2 separate regions of the Sus scrofa genome follow, and region 1 is linked to region 2. A link is a contact called in public Hi-C data. All regions are on one chromosome and are shown on one strand. Each heading gives the region's core, a stretch centred on a gene start, on an enhancer-like site or on the middle of the called end of the contact. The rest is flanking DNA. Distances are from core to core; before and after follow the strand shown.

Region 1 (6,391 bases), core at 1,338-3,837, 170 kb before region 2:
TAAAAATTGATATCCATGTCTCTATTTTAGGGAGTCTTTATTTCTTCTTATTTCGCAAACATTCAGAAAAAAATTTGTCACTAAGATCACCCTGAATTTCCTCCTCAGTTGCAATTCCATAATACTCTATTCTCGATCGTTTTTGCATGAAATTGAGCAGGATGCTTCTGTATTTTACAAATACACTTGTACTATAAAGATCTATATCTACCCCAAAACTCTTCAACAGCATTTACTTCCTAGGACAACTTTGATAAAATTCCATTTTGGCACTTGTCCACAAAGTTATGTTATCAAAAAGAGAGGTTTGTTCAGACGTATAAATATTCTTGAAAGCACAAATACAAACTACAGTAATGTAAACTTTTTTAAAAATTAAAAGAGTAATTATATGGAGTTCCCATCATGGCACAGTGGTTAACAAATCCGACTAGGAACCATGATCCTGCGTTGCTGTGGCTCTGGCATAGGCCGGTGGCTACTGATCTGATTTGACCCCTAGCCTGGGAACCTCCATATGCCACGGGAGGCGCTCAAGAAAAGGCAAAAAGACCAAAAAAAAAAAAAAAAAAAAAAAAAAAATTAAAAGAGTAAATATAGATTCAAATTCTAGCTTCAGCATTTAGTACTTGCATGGGTTTGCCAAATTATTTGACTCCCACAAACTTCATTGGGATGCCATCTGTTGTGCAGCCTTGAAAGTTATGAATGGCAGCCCAAGGGTGGAGGGGGAACAAAATGTTTTTATCAATTGAATGTGAAGGCAAAACCTTGTTATTGTCTCCTTTTTTGGGAGGTGGAGAGGAAAGTTAAATTATTTCATCTATGGAAGGTATTTAGAAGAGTTTCTTGAACACAACACTTTCCCAATCCTTAGGGATATCAATATTAATAGTTTTAACTGCACAACTACTTTTAAAATATTTAAACCGTAGTATCTTATATTTCACAAACTCCAGTTAATCCATTATCTGCTGCCATTGATTTTAACTGATCTCTATCAGAAGTAGAATTAAAATTTGTCCTGTAACCTATTTTAATGTCAAAATAGAAAAATTGGTAGTCTACTCATTATGCAGGAGTTTGTAAAAAATTTTTTCTATCATATATGGAATAAGTAATCATACTATAATATTTGTGAATCAGAATCTGATTATTTATTTTCTCTTTATCTGACAATATCTTTTTCCAATAACACTTTATACTTTCAAAGCCCTTTGGAACAGAGTATATAGTGACACAACAAAAATCTGCTAAGCACTGCTTCATTATTCTGAAATAATTCATCATAATTAACACATAATTTCAATAATTAACTTACCTTGCTCTGCTTCAGTCTCTTCTTGAGTATTTTATGTTGGAGATGAAATGATATGGTCCATAGAGGAAACTTTTACTGAAGACAAATTTAATTTCAGATCAAGAAAAGAAAGACAAAAGAAAAGTCACAAAGTCAACCATTAAGTGTGGAGTTACCCTGTGTCCTTTTGTGCTCCTTAGTTGTCTTTCAAAAGTGTGAGACTGAAAGGAGGTTTGGGGATCACCTCTGATTTGTAGTATTTGTTCTGAATTATCTCAAATTCTATTTGTTTTCTAGTGCAGTACTGACATGGTTTGATGGCTGTAGGTTTCTTGTCATTGTCCCCACATGATCCCTTTCCTTATCTGCTCTTGCCAGATTGTGACATTTAAGAAAAGACTTCTTTACTGGTTTATCAACCTTATTTTCATAGCTTTTTATTTCCCAGTGTCAAAAAGTATTATGTACATTAAAAAAAGTTCACTCATCCATTCCAGGCAATTGTAAGTAGAATTGTATTTTAAGTGAGACAGCAAACAAAACTGACTTTGGTAAGCTTCACGGTTTGTCAGAAATATGACCATCTCTTCGAGTTTTATATGGAAGATGCAAGAGCTAAGCTTAAGGAAAGTGGGCTATTTTATGGAGAGGAGCACAACTATTTCTTAAATATCATGCCATTGTGTCCTCTTCAGCAAATGACAGTCTGCTATTTCATTTGTACAAAATGACTGGAATCCAGTATTCTGTTAAATTCTGCATATGTGATTTCCAAAGTGTGTTCCCCTGAGGAATAGCAGCAGCACCATCACAGAACTACTTAGGAATTCAAATTCCACTTCCCAGAACTATGGAGTCAGAAACTGGGTGGGGCTCAGAAATCCAGTCAGTTTTAAATAGGCTTCCTAGTGATTCCGAAGGCAAGTCAAGTTTGAGAACCCCTAGAAGCAGTAAGCAAACCGTCAGCTATAAGCACAAGTGAGATGAGTTTCTGTTTTGTCATGTATTTCTAGAACTTCCCTAGTCATGGAATTCATCATGTGACAATTAATTAATTGTCACTAAAAGCAGAAAACTAGAAAATGAAAAGCTTACATATTTGAAGCCCATCAATTCAAACCATTGTAAACACTTACTGTCGGTGGAGGATGGGTGACTGAAGTGAAAAAATGCATATAGTAAACAGTAAAACCAAACCAACAGCAAAAGTCAGACAGGAAAGAACCCCAGTCCCAAATCTTGCAATAATCCCTTTGCCTCACTGATAGTCAAAAACAGTTCCAGTGACCTGTTACCAAAGAAGGCAAGAATTCCAGATGCACATGTTAGGGATTTACTCAACAGTGCAGCTTATGTAAACAGTGAACCATTTGCTTCCATTAAAAAAAAAAAAAAAAGTACTATCCAGAAATTTCTTGAGAAAATATTGCCAGATTGGGTAATAGCTTTATGAATAAGACTGGAAAGTAGAGGGCTCTATGGAACTTAAAAGTCAAGACAAAATCAGGGAGTTGGAAAAAATGCATTTTGTCTTCAGTCATTCACATAACAGCAGTTTTATTTTAAAAGGTTTCATGCTGAAACTAGTAAGCTCTGAAAAGAGAAACAGTGAGAATCCCCATTTTGAAATGAGCTGAGTAGGAGTGTAAATATTGCCAAGTGGGCTGGCTGCATCTCAAGATCCTTGTAAAAATAAGTTATGGTGAACTCAGGCCTGAGTCAAAGGCTACAACCACAGAGGGCAGGATAACGGCTGAGTGCTGAGGGTCACATTCCATTCCCATTGCTATGAAAATAGAAAGCAAATATGAAGAATGAAGCTTTGGTGCAGACAGAGAATGGTGAGCAGTTCAGTCACAGAATGGAAGGTTTGCTCTTTTCTCATCACGAAAGGATATATGAAAGTTTATCTTTTTCTTCAATTTCATAGAACATGCATGCTAATAACATCATGATAATACCCTTGTCCTGTGTAATCGGTTTTTATGGAAATGAATACAAACAATGAGAGTGAATCACTTACAATATTAAAATGTTATTTCCTTGTAATATGTAGTTTACAAGGCAGAAGTTCCTTTGATCTTGAATGGCCAAATTTTAAAAATAAGTTTTAATTTGAAGCAGTTCCCATTGTGGCACAGAGGAAATGAATCTGACTAGGAACCATGAGGTTTTGGGTTCTATCCCTGGCCTCGCTCAGTGGTTTAAGGATCCGGTGTTGCTGTGAGCTGTGGTGAAGGTTGCAGATGCGGCCCAGATCTGGCCTTGCTGTGGCTCTGGTGTAGGCAGTGGCTATAGCTCCAATTAGACGCCCAGCCTGGCAACCTCCATATGCCATGGGTGCAGCCCTAAAAAGGACAAAAGAAAAAAAAAAAAGAAAAAAAAAAAAATTTTAATTTTAAGACCAAACCTAATATGACTTGTAACTTATAATTTTTAATATGTACTAAAGGTTTTCAAATCCTCAAGTCACACATAACATTTTTTTATATATATAGTTCAAAACCAGTTGACTAGCTCAAAATAGTAATATTCACTTAATGTTTACATACTGTTAAAGCCTGTAATTGCTATTGGCCATTACATTTCCTACTTATTGGTAATTTTCTCCATCAGTCTTTGAGGTTAACTTTCATTGTTTTATGATGGCAATTTAGCTGTGAATCTACATAAAAGAAAACATGTATAGAGCTCAGTACTTGAATATAAGGCATCAATTACTAATTCCTAATTTGAATGAAATCATTATAAATGATGTTACAATTGGAGAATTATTCACTGCAGGACAATTTTCTATACAAAGAATCTTGAAAATTATAATATTTTAGGACCATAAAGATATCTTACTGAAATATTGGTTAGTGTAATTCCCATTGCATTCATAAGGAAACTGAACTTCAAATCACAGTAATTTGCCCATATCACATAGTGATAGAATTAAGAGCCAGGAGATAATAAACCCTTTGAGGGAAGGGCACTTTTTTAAGCTTTAAAATTTTGCAGAGGATGTAGAACAGATCTTTGCGCATATAACTGCTAGGTAGTATTTAATAAACAAAATATACTAAAGCATATTGAGCTTTCCTCAAGTTGAAAACTAAGGATAGTGAGGATAATATATGCATGTCTACAAAGTCAAGCTTTAACATTTCATCTCACTGAAATTTAAACTTCTCAAGCATAGGGGTAATATCATATTTTACTGTATGTGTCTCAGAACAAAGCACAGTACCCACTGCATAGTAAATGTTTAATAAAAAATAATTGAATCAGTGAATATAAAATATAATATTTTAGAAGTTCCCATGTGGTACAATGGGGTTAAGGATCTGGCATTGCCACAACCGTGGTGTGGGTTTAATCTCTGGCCTGGGAACCTCCACATGCCACAGTTGAGGCCAAAAAAAATTCTTTTTAACATATTGGTTGTATTAATTAATATTGATTAATTTTATTATCGATAAAAATATTAATTCACTGAGTTAATGAATATAATTAGGTATTATATCTATCTAAAATATATCTCACTTTAAAAGAAAGCAGACTATAAAAACAGATAACCAGGTACAGTTTTATGTATCAACTTGGCAAGACTGTGGTTTCCAGTTATTTAATCAAAACCTAATCTAGGTGTTGGTGTGAGGGTATTTTGTAGATGTAGCTTATACCTATAAGTAAAGGAAAGTAAATGAAATTACTCAGGATAATATTATTGGGCCTCATCCCATCAGTTAAAGACCTTAAGAGCAAAAATTGAGGTTTCTTGAAGAAGAAATTCTGCCTCAAGAATACAACATGGAAACTCCTGTCTGAGTTTCCAGCCTGCCAGCCTGCCAGCCTGCCCTACAGATTTTAGATTTTCCAGCTTGCACAACCACATGAGCCTAGTCCTTAATATAATAATAAATATACATACAGAGAGGGAGAGAGAGTATATATCTATATCTATATATTTGTGATTCTGTTTCTCTGAAGAACTCTAATTTATACACTAAAATTCTCAATTCAAGTCGGAAAATATCTGGCACCTCCTGTTATCAGTTTTGTTAGAAAATTACTGTCATTCCTTTTTTTTTTTTTTTTTTTTTTTTTGTCTTTTTTGCTATTTCTTTGGGCCGCTTCCGTGGCATATGGAAGTTCCCAGGCTAGGGGTCCAATCGGAGCTGTAGCCACCGGCCTACGCCAGAGCCACAGCAACGCAGGATCCGAGCCGCGTCTGCAACCTACCTACACCACAGCTCACGGCAACGCCAGATCGTTAACCCATTGAGCAAGGGCAGGGACCGAACCCGCAACCTCATGGTTCCTAGTCGGATTCGTTAACCACTGCGCCACGACGGGAACTCCTGTCATTCCTAATATTAGAGTATGGAAACTGTTTACCAACACAAGATTAAAAACCATAAAATAGTTTAATATTTTGCTGGCCAAAAATGTGTATCTCATTTATTTATTTTCTCTTTCCTGAACAAATCATTCAGACTTTCAGCCAGTGTTTTCTGTTAGATCATGATTTTCACCAAGATAGTAGGCTCCTCTTTAAGCAAATGCAGTTTAAATGTTTCTACTTTGTGAACTACTTTATATTCAATTCCTTGAATGTTATTACCTATATCATATTGTTTGGCTAAAATGTGTCACTGATAAGAAAACAATGTTTTTAATATGTTGCACCCAAATATTGAAACATCTTAAAATAACTGATTTATTTGTTTATATGTTTTAAAAAACAAATGTATAAAAAACCAGGCACCTAATTTGGTTGGTGTACCTTTGCTAAGTGTGTGTTTTGAGAAAAGTTTAACAGAAACCATCTGTTGATGATTCATTCATGATTGAGTCATATAAACCTTTTTTCATTTTTTTACCATTTTGTACCAATGTTCAACAAAATGCCTTCCAAACTTTCTGAATTACCATTTTCCACTGAAAAAAAGTCAGCCAAAGAAGTAAAGAAATAAGTGAATCAGTGAAGCTTTTTCTGCAATTGATATGATCAAGTGAATTTCTTCATTAATCTTTTTTTCCCCCTGTAGTTTCTAAAATATTTTCCAGCTTTATTGAGAATAATTGGTACATAGCTTTGTGAAA
Region 2 (6,917 bases), core at 4,345-6,844:
TTAGTGTTTAAGAATAGAGGGGTTGGTTCAAATCTCACCTCTACCATGTACAAATTGCTTGATTCTGGACACATTTTTTTAACCTTTATAAGCTTGGTTTTCAAATCTAAAAAAAAAATGTGGACACACCTGTTATTACAACTACCACTAATTCCTATGTCAGAGTGTTGAGAGAAGCAATGCAGGCCTCCATGGGCCCAGAGTAAGCACCAGGGCATGGTTGGTACCTACTACTGCGACTTCTTGGACTAATATTAATATTGATGCAGCTACTGCCACTGCCACCACTACTGTACCACTGAGGAGAGCCAGAGTTGCTGTTTACTGATGCTGAATGAATTTCTGTGGCTCTGAAGCTCCCTCATGTCTATTTCCTAAGCTCTCTTACTTGTCTACATTTAGAAACCCGATGTCCCATGGAACTCAGGCAGGTAATAGAACATTCTTCTGCCTTTCTTTCATTTATCACTTCATTTATTCATTTAGCAAGTGGCAGTTATTTGATCAACATTCTGTGGAATTTAGAAGCGTAAGTAGCCAAGGGAATATTTATATGTTCCTAAGGGTTGACTTAATAATAGTCTTTACAAACAGGGTTGTTACAGTGATGCACTTGGTATTTACTCAGCTGGATCAGAGAGTTTCTGACAGTAGGATGAGAGAGGAGGGACTCTGAGGAAAATGTGGCTCAGAACTTAATAGGATCCCCTCCATCTAGCTGTATACTTATAAATTCCCCTCCTGCAGGCCTGTTCCTCTGCCATTACAGTGGAGACATAAAATGAAAGGTGACAAAAATATTTCATGCATACCACCTACAGAGATGCATTCTTTCCCCTATTTTTAGTGGTTAAATATACCATTCCCTAGTGTATTTTAATCTCTGATTATGTGAGTTGGTTCCCATCACAGGAAACGTGTCCTCCAAATTACAGTCCAGTTCACCACTGGGCACCAAAACAGACTGTCTGCATAAAAACAGCCACCCAGTAATTTTATAAAGACTTGCTCAAGAGTGTCCTATGGCAGTAGTGGATGGGGTAGAGAGGGGACAGAAGTGTGGTTTTCTCTCCTCCTCTGCCTACTCCTTCCTTATCCTCTTAAGCTTGCATGCTTATTTCCATTCTCTACCAACTGTTTACTATGAATTTTAATTAAATAATTTTAAATTGTTTCAGTTTATGTTCAGTTGCTAACAGTGTGCATATGACAGATACTTCAGTGCCAAGAACAAAGAAGAAATAGAAGCATGGGAAAAATTGCTCCCTTCACTGGTATAGTGGATCTGAAAATAAGGATTTATCTCTCCCTACTCTCTTACCTGCTGGAATTCTTCCATCTGTAAGAAACAGGTCACTGAACCCTTCACCCAGCAGCCTGTCTATTGGAGAATCTCGTCCCAGATCATAATCACTGTCTCCTGCTTCACTGTCCCCACGGCCACTGTCTTTCAAGCTAAATTTGTCCATATCTTGAAGGGCATATCTAGAAAGAGAAATCAGGGAAAGTATAGTTTTTAACTCTTCAGCATTTATGATATTTGAAGCTTAATAGGTAGCACAAAGGTAATTCATACCTATAGCTCCTGGAATATTTGTTTCCTCGAAAACTTGGCCTTGGCTGATATTGTCCCTGGTGAAGCATTGAAAGAAGCTGGGAGACCTGCTGGAAACCAAATAGACAGTACAGATTCCTGGAAACAAACCCCCCAGTACTCCCAAGCTTTCAGCAAGGAAAACAGTTGCTGTTTCATCCTAGTTAATTGAACATATTATCTCCATTTTAAAGATTTGCATATGCTGGACAATGATAGGCCATACAGCCGACTACCAAACAGAACTGAAATACATCCCAGGGAGATTTGGAAGCTCTTGTTCAATTGACTTTCTTTTTGAAAGAGGATTCCCTTATCAATAACTGCTTTCTCTATTTTGTAGTTCAGATTAAAGTGATCAGTTATAAATGCATGGAGAATGCTGTAAAATAGAACAGTCTAACACGTGTAGTGAAATTAATGTCAGAAAATTTTCAAAAATTGAACAAATACACATGCATTGAAATGGGATCCTGGAGACCTCAGTTTTTTAAATTTTTCTTAGAGACCATAACTGTGAGAATAAAGTGAGCCCCTTTATTTCTGGCTTGAAGTATCATAATCTGGGCATGAGGGGACTCAAAGTAGATAGTCCTTTGCTGGCTTCACATTTATTTTTCAATACTCCACAAAGTACATGCAAAAAATTCTTTATGAAAAACTTGAAACAGTGTGCTAAGGTGTGTATACTTGCTGCGCCTACATGATGTAACTTGCATCCTATTTAATTTACATGATGTTAGTATAGTTACTTATGAATGGAAACTGTTAAGAACTAACACATACACCACTTCTGATCACTAATTGCAGGCTCTGTCAGTGATCAGATTAGCAGGGTGTGATCTTACCTCAACAGCAGGGGTGGCGTGGGTGAGCTCTAATGAGAAGTTCTCTGGCACATGGTTGGAAGAGATTGTCACCAAACTGTTGAGGGACTGGTGACTGTTGTGACTCTGCCGGCTGCCCATCTGCCCTCTTTCTAAGGTAGGAGATGAAGACGGAGATGACCTGTGATGAGATCTGATGGGCAGAGTGCCATTTACTGTAGGCACCAGCGTGATATCCCCTTTGTGGATCTGCCTGGAGGGTCTCTTTGGGTGGTGCTGGTAAGTTGATTCTGCTACCCTGCAGTTGTAGGATCTAGTGTCTTTCTTTTCTCGGTTACACCTAGTTGCAAACAGCACCATAATAACCAACAACACTGCACAAATTGCTCCTAAGGAAATAATGATAATCATGGAGACATCCAAGGATGCTTGGCTTACTGAGGTCATTGCTGTACTTGTCACTGACTCTGCATATTCAAAGATCATACACTTCAGAAGGACTTTGGTATGCAGCTGAGGATTGCCTTTGTCCTGGATGACAATTGAGAGCTCCCATTCTGTATAGGGAACAGATTCCATGCTTACGTTGGTATGGATGTCACATGATCGTGGATCCATTACAAAGATATTCTCCTCATTGCCTGCTATGATGGAGCAGCTGAGTTCAGCATTCACACCGGAGTCTCTGTCAATTGCCCTTATTCTTGTGACATGAAAGCCGCTTTCGGCCCCTTTGGGGATGGAGATTTCTGCAGTATTATTGCGTAGTGCAGGCCCTATAACCACAGGGACATTGTCATTTTCATCAATGATGGTAAGCACAACTGTGGTGTTGCTTACAAGTTGCTTTGGACTTCCACCATCTCTTGCTTCGACCACAAAAGTGATCTGACTCACTTCCTCATGATCAAAGATTCTGAGGGCATAGATGGCTCCATTAGATGGGTCAATGGTTACATATGTAGTTATGGAACTTCCCAGGATAAAACTCTCCAAAACGGTATATGTAACTTGCCCATTTTCTCCAAGATCAGGATCTGTGGCTGTAACAGTAGTGATATATGCCCCTGGCGAGTTATTCTCTGAGATTGCAAATTCATATCGACTTCTCTGGAAGTGAGGTGGATTGTCGTTTATATCATTGATTTGAACAGTAAAATGTTTTACTGTAGAGAGACTGGGTGTCCCCTTGTCCTCCGCGATTACAGTCAAACTGTACTCAGATCTCTTTTCTCTATCCAGTGTGGCATTCGTCAAGATTAAATAATTGTTTTCATACGTCTTCTGAAGTTTAAAGTGACCATGTCCATGAAGCTTACAAACTATTTCTCCATTTGGCCCAGAATCCTTGTCCTGAACTCTAACCAAGGCAACAAATGTGTCAATAGGATCCCCTTCAAAAATATAAGATATTTCTTCTTTTCCAGGGGACATGAAGTTTATGTTAATCTCAGGTTTATTGTCGTTCACATCCACAACCTTAATTATAATCTTGCAGTGAGCCGGGATTGAATTTGGACCCAAATCTTGAGCCTGAACATCAATTTCATAGGATTTGGTGATTTCATAATCCACTTGCTTGAAAAGAGTCAAATGTCCTCTTTCTGAATCAATCTTAAAAGTCTCTATAATTTTGGGAGACACATGACTGCTGAAGGAATAGACAATTTTCCCATTGGCGCCCTCATCTGGATCAGTGGCATTCAGATCTAGGAGCAAAGTGCCAACGGGAGAGTTTTCTAAGAGTTGTATTATATAAGACTGCTGCTCGAAAGCAGGGCTGTTGTCATTAGAGTCTGAAATGCTGATTTTTAGTATGGATGAGCCAGACCTCTGAGGGACCCCCATGTCCGAGGCGGTGAGCCGAAGCTCATAGCTTGACTTTAGTTCCCGGTCCAGCTCTCTCACCACTATGAGTTCTGCATACTTAGCTCCATCAGTCCTGGTCCGGACCTCGATATTAAAAAAATCATTGGCGGAGAGAGAGTACGTATGGAGGGAATTTTCTCCAACATCTGGATCAAAAGCACTGTCCAGGGGGATACGAGTCCCAACTGCCGCACTCTCTGATATCTCAATCGGTATGAGAGATCTTGAAAACTGGGGAGAATTGTCATTAATATCCAGCACTTCGACTTCAATATGGAAAAGCTGCAGATGCTCAGTGGGTAGAGTGATCACATCAAACTCTATGGAACAGTTCAAGTTTTTCTGGCACAGTTGTTCACGGTCAATTTTTGCCCCTATGCTGATTTCCCCGTTATCCTCATTTACTACGAGTAAAGGAGAATTTCCCCTTTGCATGGCTCGAAAACGAACAGTCAAAGGATTAGGCAGCTTAACTAAAACATCAGCCACATCCTCTGATAGTCTTGCAATTACTGATCCAACCCTCTGCTCCTCATAAATCCTGTATTTCAAATTCTTGCCCAGTGCATCGGAGTTGAAAGATACAACCAGGAGTGCAAACACAAATCTAAAGTGCATTTTAGCATTCATTTGGTACATCGGTCAGTTTATGAGATTCCTCTCACAGAGCAAGTTAAAACCACAAAGCAATTCCCTCAACTTCCTTTGGCAACTTAAAGCTAAGCTACATTTGGTACTTGAAACTTGAAAGCGCCTCTTAATAACCCAGCACAGCAATTAACAGCTCGCAAACTTTTGTTTTATACACACCGTGTCACGACTTCCAGACATTACCGGCATGGAGTCCAATCCTTGCATTTGTTTGGCTGTTTGTCCTCTTGGCAAGCAAAAGAGTGTCACCTCCGCGTTTTCCCCCTTGTGTAGTCGGAATCCATCTATTGCAGGGTGCTGGCGGAGTCTGCGGTGGATCTTTCCTGAGCGATTCTTTCTCCCTTTCTCGCTCGGCTGCAGACTAAACACCCGTGATTGCTGACTCCAGTCTAAAATCTGTACAACTTCACTTCAACTCAGACAAAGCTCTCCTGCCCGGCGTGTGTTGAATCGCTTCCAGCCAATCAGCGTCCTTCCAAATCAAAAGCTGATGGAGTCCCCAAAGCGAGGGCAGGGCGGACTGGAGTGGAGGGTGGGAGAGGGAGAGATGGAAGGAGGAGGAGGGCGGGGGCTGGAGGCGCGGGAGCGAGCCGAGCTAGCAGGGCTGGTGGGGGCTGGGGGAGGATGGGAGAGGCTCCTTTACTGTTCCTCCTTTCCCCCACCCCTCTCCCCCTCCTCCTCCTCTCCATCTACTGCATTCACTTTCTCTGAGCGTGCCACGACAAAGGGGAGACAAATTACAGAAGAAAAACTTCAAATCAACTTCTGGTTGCCTTTATTTATATGGCATTTTAAATTGTCCTGGTTTTCTTAATTGCCCTTTCTTCTTCCACAAACATGTAATCATCTTGCTTTTCATAGTCCTTAAGTACTGGTTTAACTTAAAATACCTCTAAGTGCGTTTTGTTGGTGGAGGAATTTAATAAAATTTGAAAACTTGCTTCTAATTATGCTTCTCAGCCCGCCTCCTTCCCCTCCCCCTCTGTAAATACTTGGGTCTTTCTCATCCTGTGAGCACAAGCAGATTTTCTTGGGGCTCTGTTTTAAAAAACAGACCAAGTAAAGAGGTTTCATTTTCTGTTTTTCTTTCATCTTTATTCTTTGAAGATAAGAAAAGGGCTCTTTTCCACTCTTGATTTCTCTTAATTAGCAAGATTTAAAGGAACACCTTAGAATTTGAAACTAATTAGCAATATAGTTCTCCCTTATAACACTGCCAGAGTTTTGGCAAAATTGGCTATGGCATTTCTTTGTCCGGTACTTCAAAAAATCCTATTTACCTTTGGTAAAAGACATCTTATGCTTTAAGCATGCCAGTTTACAAAAAGGTACGATTTTTACGTGGTGAGCCTTCACAATGAATACTGGGGGAACATGGACTCAGTAGTTTACAAGTCAAATTTTTATAATATATGTATTATTTATGAAAACACTTTTGGGATATGTATTTTAAAAACCCCAAACTTGTTTACATTGAAGAATAAAATGCCTGAGCTGAAAATTGCATTTTGTGTGCATCAAAATGCTAAGGAAATATCATGGGAGGTTTGTGCTCTATCCAGGTCACAGAAACTGATATGGTATTCTTATTTGAAAATATGATTATTTATGATGTTCTTTCTGCTCTGCAATTCCTTTTAAGTTTATCATCATGGCTCTATTCTTGCTGCTTTTTTTCATACCTCTTGCATTATTCCTCAGCTGTCTTCATCCACTTGCATATTTGCAGTTTCACATAATCTCGCTGTCACTTTTTTCCATTTATTTTCTCCCACTCTCTACTTTTGCCCCCAGAAACACATAAAAAAGGTAATTTTCTGATTTTTCCACTTTGCTTACTCTCGGCAGAGCTCAGCTAAAGTTACTAAGAAGGTTCTTTCCAAAAAAGAAAGCAGAGGAGTCTCAGCATGAACTCTCCTTCTTTTTAAGCATTCAAAGGCATTTTATAAGCCATTGTCTTTTCTCCCCCCCTCTAG

The links. A called contact is a pair of places that touch in the nucleus more often than the background predicts.
Region 1: a contact with region 2 is called in a Hi-C map of subcutaneous adipose tissue, with 2.0 times the contacts expected there. The contact joins the enhancer-like site here to the promoter of PCDH18 in region 2. A contact is called at or near these places in 8 of 47 Hi-C or Micro-C datasets (adipocytes, embryonic fibroblasts, fetal skeletal muscle and 5 more) and 1 of 2 datasets of contacts at active chromatin or transcription factors (skeletal muscle).

What each region holds. Positions count from the first base shown.
Region 1 is chr8:89,492,102-89,498,492 of Sscrofa11.1, reverse strand. No RefSeq gene overlaps it. Among named protein-coding and RNA genes, the nearest start is that of PCDH18, 170 kb to the right of the region's middle. Within about 2 kb of position 2,587, at least 22 of the 83 cell types and tissues checked have an H3K27ac peak or open chromatin away from gene starts, as enhancers often do. A contact at or near this core is called in fetal skeletal muscle, omental adipose tissue, skeletal muscle and 1 more, where this site is marked.
Region 2 is chr8:89,320,164-89,327,080 of Sscrofa11.1, reverse strand. It overlaps PCDH18 (protocadherin-18), which reads right to left and starts at 5,594. Exons shown (of 4, transcript XM_021101589.1): 1 at 2,443-5,594; 2 at 1,577-1,662; 3 at 1,322-1,485. The coding sequence starts at 4,929.